2 separate regions of the Pan troglodytes genome follow, and region 1 is linked to region 2. A link is a contact called in public Hi-C data. All regions are on one chromosome and are shown on one strand. Each heading gives the region's core, a stretch centred on a gene start, on an enhancer-like site or on the middle of the called end of the contact. The rest is flanking DNA. Distances are from core to core; before and after follow the strand shown. Region 1 overlaps CSPG4 (chondroitin sulfate proteoglycan 4). Region 2 holds the start of MAN2C1 (mannosidase alpha class 2C member 1).

Region 1 (2,700 bases), core at 155-2,654, 300 kb before region 2:
GGCTAGGCTGGGGCTCATCGAGGGTCTCAGGCCGAGGCCACTGCAGTGCCAGTGCCCCCCTGAGGACTAGGGCAGGCAGCTGGGGGCACTTGGTTCCATGGAGCCTGGATAAACAGTGCTTTGGAGGCTCTGGACAGCTGTGTGGTGTTTGTGTCTTAACTATGCACTGGGCCCTTGTCTGCGTCGGCTTGCATACAGAGGGCCCCTGGGGTCGGCCCTCCGGCCTGGCCTCAGCCAGTGGGATGGACAGGGCCAGGCAGGCCTCTGAACTTCCACCTCCTGGGGCCTCCCAGACCTCCTGTGCCCCCACCTGTGTGGGCAGGTGGGCCAGTCTTCGGGTGATGGGACCAAACCCCTTCAGTTCAGTAGAGAAAGGCTAGGTCCTCTACAAAGAGCTGCAAGACAAAAATTAAAATAAATGCTCCCCACCCTAGATTTATTAGCCTGAGTTTCGACCTCCATACCCCTGTCCTTCCCCAGCCACCTCTCAAGGGGTTGCAGCAGCAAAGTGAAGGGAGTGGGGGGACTTGGGGATCCCAAGGCTGGGACATGGTACCAAGGGGGAGGGGGAGGAGAACCACCACAGGTGCCTCCTAGAAACTTTTACAAGGAAGGCTTCTGCTGGTGTCCACCCTCCCAACAGGAGGACCAAGTGTGCTGCTTCTCAAAGCCAGAGGAAGCAGCAAGGATTCAGAAAAGCCAGGCATCCCCGCACGTGGCCTGAGAGGCCAGCATTGGGTTACAGAGGGGTTCTGAGGCCGCGGCATCTCCAGAAGGCCCTCTCTGAGTTACTGAGTCACCACCCTCTAGACCTCTCTTGAGGGTGTCGCAGGGTTGGGGGCAATGGAGACAGATTCTGGGTCCCAGGGGATATGCCTGGCCCTGACAGTAGACTGAAGAGAGGAAGAGAAATGTGAGAGGCCTCTGAGTGCAGCCAGGGTCAGTGGGTGGGAAGCCCTGGCCAGCCTCTGGCAGTTGACCTGCATCTGGGGACCAGAGTCACCTCTTCCCTGCGTCCCAACATCTGAAACATTTGAACCAGGAATGAGAGCAAGAGAGAAGTCTCCTCCCCACCCTGCCCCTGGACCGCCCCTCCTATGACGCTTCTCGCATCTCAGCGTCCAGCCTCCTAGGTCCTCCTCCACTCTGAGAGGCTTCGGGCAGGAGGCCAGGTACATCCTGCTGTTAGGGCCCCCAGAGGACCCAGGGGAGACTAAGAGTCAGGGAGGGGAAGAGGGCTGTCACACAGCAAGGCGCTTCTTGCCACACTGAAAAGCAGGACTCCCCAGGGAGGGTGACCAGGGCCCCAGAGATCCCTCTGCACCCTGAGCTCACCGTGCACAGGGCTCCGCGTGAGCCTGCTCCGTTCCTTCTACAAGCCTGGTCTCTCTGGCGCCCCAGGCCAGCCTGAGGCAGGGGCCTGGCCAAGGGTGTCTCTACACCACATCCCCTCCCAGGAGCTCAGGCTGGAGCCTCAGGGCCCTGATATCTGGAGCAAGTCTCTACCCAGGGTGACCAGTTTCCCTGGAAGTGTAAGCTGAGAAGAGGGTGAGAGACCCAGCAGGCAGGATCTGGCCTGGTCTCCGATTTCCCCCAGAGGACTGAGGACACACTCTGTTCACATAGCCTGGCCCGGCCTGCCCTGCCCCCAGGGAGCTGGCACCAGCTGACACCGTTCCAGCTCCTCTGAGCCCATGCAGGACAGTGGGCTGGCACCCAGGGCACTGTGCCAGCAGCTCTGCTAGGACCTGGGAGAGGGTCTTTCATGGGCACACCAGAGCTGAGAACCCAACCTAAACGTGGGACCTTGGTTTATGTAAATCCCTTTCCCCAGGGCTTAAGGGGCTTGTCTCCACTTTACAAAGTAACTCACCATCCCCCTCCTTTAAGGAGCCAGTTCCTCCCAGGCGCTGGAGATAACAGCCAACCCATGTGCAAGTGTTCAGGAATGTCTGGGAGCTCCTGACCCTCTCCACACAAACAAACATACACAAATCCATAATGTGCCTTTGTGCACGCCATTGTGTATATGAACACAGGCTCATGCATGACCTTCAGACACACAACACAGAGATAAATACCTACCTACCTAAGACACAAACGCATACGCGGGGGCACACACAAATTTCAGAAGTATATGCTCCTTACCTGGGGCCCCCTGCAGTCCCAGCTAGCCTAGTCGCGCAAAGGAGTCAGGATTTTCTGCCCATTAAGGCACTCAAGCTGACATCAGCAGAATTGCAAAGTGAGCCCACAGGTGGGGGAAGGGGACAGGGTAGGAGTTGCCAGAGGGGCCCAGATCCCCAGGACCCCAGCTTAGAAACCCTGCCCACCACCCTAAGTGGCTCAGTCTCTCAGGTGCTAGAGAAGGGGCTCCCTCTGAGCCCTTCCCTGCATCCTAGAAGCCAGTCCTTTAAGCAGATTGCTCTGGCAGCCAGGGAGCCCACTGAGCTGGCACACTCATCCCCCAACAGGAAGCCAGAGAAGTGCTTCTGCCACCCCACACCGACCTCCCCTGACCAATGAGAACTGCCAGGGCTGCTGGCATCTTCCTCCAGGCCCTGAAGATTCCAGATCTCAAAGAGGTGGAGGTTCTTCCTGGGCAGAACTCCAGACGTCTCTGGTTGGATCTCCCATTCCTGGCCGTAACATGTCGGGAAGCCCTGGTAAGTAGTTGGGACCAAGGTAGAGAACCAGACC
Region 2 (2,700 bases), core at 75-2,574:
GTAGACCTCTCTGATTTTAGGCTTTTATTGTTTAAAGACAGTGTCTCGCTTTATGACCCACACTGGAGTGCAGTGCCACGATCATAGCTCACTGCAGGCTTGACCTCCCAGGCTCAAGCAGTCCTCCCACCTCGGCCTCCTGAGTAGCTGCATGCCACCACGCCCAGCTAATTTTTTAACTTTTTGTAGAGACAGGGTCTTGCTATGCTGCCCAGGTTGGTCTCAAACTCCTGGCCTCAAGCTGTCCTCCCACCTCGGCCTCGCAAAGTGCTGAGATTACAGGTGTGAGCCACCAGAGCTGGCCTGATTTTAGGCTTTTTTTGTACTGGGGAGAAGAGACTGAGCCAAAGTGTAGGGTGCCAAAAAGAGCTTTGTGGGATGAGATTTTAGGGCAAAGCTGGGGCAGTGTCTGACTTGGCGGTGGTCATGTGTACTGATTTAGGGGAAAGATCTTGAGGTTTTCTCAAATAATTCACCTATCCCCGTGTTCCCTCAAGAAAGGTCATGTTGACCTGGAACCATAGGGGAAATTGGTGGGGTGTGATCAGGGTCAGCCCCAGCTGTTGCTGCCCCTGCAGTGTTTTGTCCAGAGCACTTGCCTGCAGGTCCGGATAGGATTTCAAGGCCAGTTCAGGAGAAAGTCCCAACCCACCAGTGCAACCAACAAAAGAGTAAGTTTTACCTACAGCCTGGGTTTTCACAAGTAGCATTTTTATTCCTCCTGCTGTCTGACATCTGAGCTCCAAGCTCTAAACCCAACCTGTATTATATGCAGCAGCAGGTTATCTTTATTTTAAATCACATTTGTTATTCTGTACTTAGTCACCTTTCCGTGTGATCTGCATTTGAAATGTTGTAAACTTGGTCAGTATTTCCATTAAAATATCAGGGCTAATCTTGTGTATTTTTTTTTTGTTCCTAATGATTTTATAGACAAAGACTCTTGGCAACCCCAGGAGAAAAAAATAAAGCTGTCAGTGGAGTACTAGGGATGAGAATGAAACTGGAGGTCTGTTTCTGGTATTATGGCTTCCCGGGACTCTACAGTCCTGTATGGTGAAATACATTTTTCCATTGGGATCGTCAATGCCATGACTGTTCTGCCACCTCAAACTCCAGAGTTTCTGGTGATGTGCAAGAGTTAGCAATATATATTCAGTAAAGCGTGTAATCGAGTAAGTCGTAGTAACTTGGGCGTAAAGCTCTACCTCCCTGCTCACTAACACCCTGATCTCCGTCCGGTATGAAAACACCTATTCCGGGTAGTCTGGCTCCACGTTAAGCAAACACCACTTTCCGTGTTCACCGACAGCTAGAGCCAGAGGTCTCCCGGTTGCTGATTCTGAGGCTGGGTCTGCAGCAGCTGAGGCTCCCGCCTGTCTTGCCGAATGGCCTAAGTCTCTGTCTCGAGACTTTCGAGAGTTCTAATCGTCAAATTTCCCATTTTATTTTGAGATTTTCCCTGCGGCCCACTATTTCGGACAACATAGGAGAGCCTCAAAAACAGTTTCTAGCTTCCAACTCGGCTCAAAATTCAGACAGCAGCTGGGCTTCCGAGAGCCGCCCGTGTTCCAAGAAAAGCTGCCCGGGACTGGGAGGCGCCCTCTGGACGCCGGAACCTTTGGTTTCCTGCCGTGGAGCGGAACGGTAGCGCCAGGGGCCTTCCGGAAAGAGGAGCGAGAGCCCGGCGATGGCGGCTGCGCCGGCCTTGAAGCACTGGCGCACCACGCTGGAGCGGGTGGAGAAGTTCGTGTCGCCGCTCTACTTTACCGACTGTAACCTCCGCGGCAGGTGTGGCCCCTGGTCTCCCGCAGCCGGCCGACCGCAACCGTGCGCCTCAAGCTTTCCTTCCGGGGAGAAACCTAAGCTGCAGCCACCCGGGCCGCGGGACAAAGTGCCCGCCGCGGGCAGGGCAGGGCAGGGCAGGGGCCGGGGAGGAGGGGTTAGGGAATGGACTGTGCCGCGGAGCGGCCAGGCAGCCCTCTTGGCGGAGGATCCAGGGAAAGTGCGGCCCCACCGGCCAGCTGGTCCCCAGGCGGAAACGGGGCGGCCTCCAGCATGTGCCCACCGGCCCGTCCCACGCAGGCTTTTTGGGGCCAGCTGCCCTGTGGCTGTGCTCTCCAGCTTCCTGACGCCGGAGAGACTTCCCTACCAGGAGGCAGTCCAGCGGGACTTCCGCCCCGCGCAGGTCGGCGACAGCTTCGGACCCACGTAGGTAACGCCCAGCGGGTGGGCGGGGCCACGGGCCTAGGGGAAGTCCCAACCCAGCTCCCAGCCACACCTTCGTTGTCTGCCCTCTGCCGTAGACAGAGCAGCACCCTCTGCTGGGAACAGCTCTCTGGTCCCTGGGTCTTCAGGGGATGGTTTTCATTCCCACGTGGCCGCCTCTGGACATCTCTTAGGAAGGGCACCCTAGGGATCACGAACCTTTGACGCCTCTGCCTGTTTCCCTCATCTTGCTTCTCACCTTGTTGCTCCTTTCTTGTGACTCAAAGCTGAGTACCTTGTGACACTGCAGATGCTTGGAGAGTTTCAAGCCCCTGCCGACACTTTATCCAAGGAAGGATATCAGGATAGGACTTCTACCTCTAGGCCTATCACAACAGCTCTCTTGCAGATGGTGGACCTGCTGGTTCCGGGTGGAGCTGACCATCCCAGAGGCATGGGTGGGCCAGGAAGTTCACCTTTGCTGGGAAAGTG

The links. Hi-C and Micro-C count contacts between places; a contact is called where the count stands out from the background.
Region 1: a Hi-C map of induced pluripotent stem cells shows a contact between it and region 2, with 1.6 times the contacts expected there. The contact joins the enhancer-like site here to the promoter of MAN2C1 in region 2. A contact is called at or near these places in 1 of 7 Hi-C or Micro-C datasets (induced pluripotent stem cells) and 1 of 1 datasets of contacts at active chromatin or transcription factors (stem cell-derived excitatory neurons).

What each region holds. Positions count from the first base shown.
Region 1 is chr16:67,599,200-67,601,899 of NHGRI_mPanTro3-v2.0_pri, reverse strand. It overlaps CSPG4 (chondroitin sulfate proteoglycan 4), which reads left to right. Exons shown (of 10, transcript XM_024349291.3): 10 at 1-134. Among named protein-coding and RNA genes, the nearest start is that of IMP3, 25 kb to the right of the region's middle. Within about 2 kb of position 1,404, at least 8 of the 24 cell types and tissues checked have an H3K27ac peak or open chromatin away from gene starts, as enhancers often do. A contact at or near this core is called in induced pluripotent stem cells, where this site is marked.
Region 2 is chr16:67,303,479-67,306,178 of NHGRI_mPanTro3-v2.0_pri, reverse strand. MAN2C1 (mannosidase alpha class 2C member 1) reads left to right here and starts at 1,324. Exons shown (of 26, transcript XM_016927213.4): 1 at 1,324-1,791; 2 at 2,086-2,211; 3 at 2,618-2,700. The coding sequence starts at 1,691.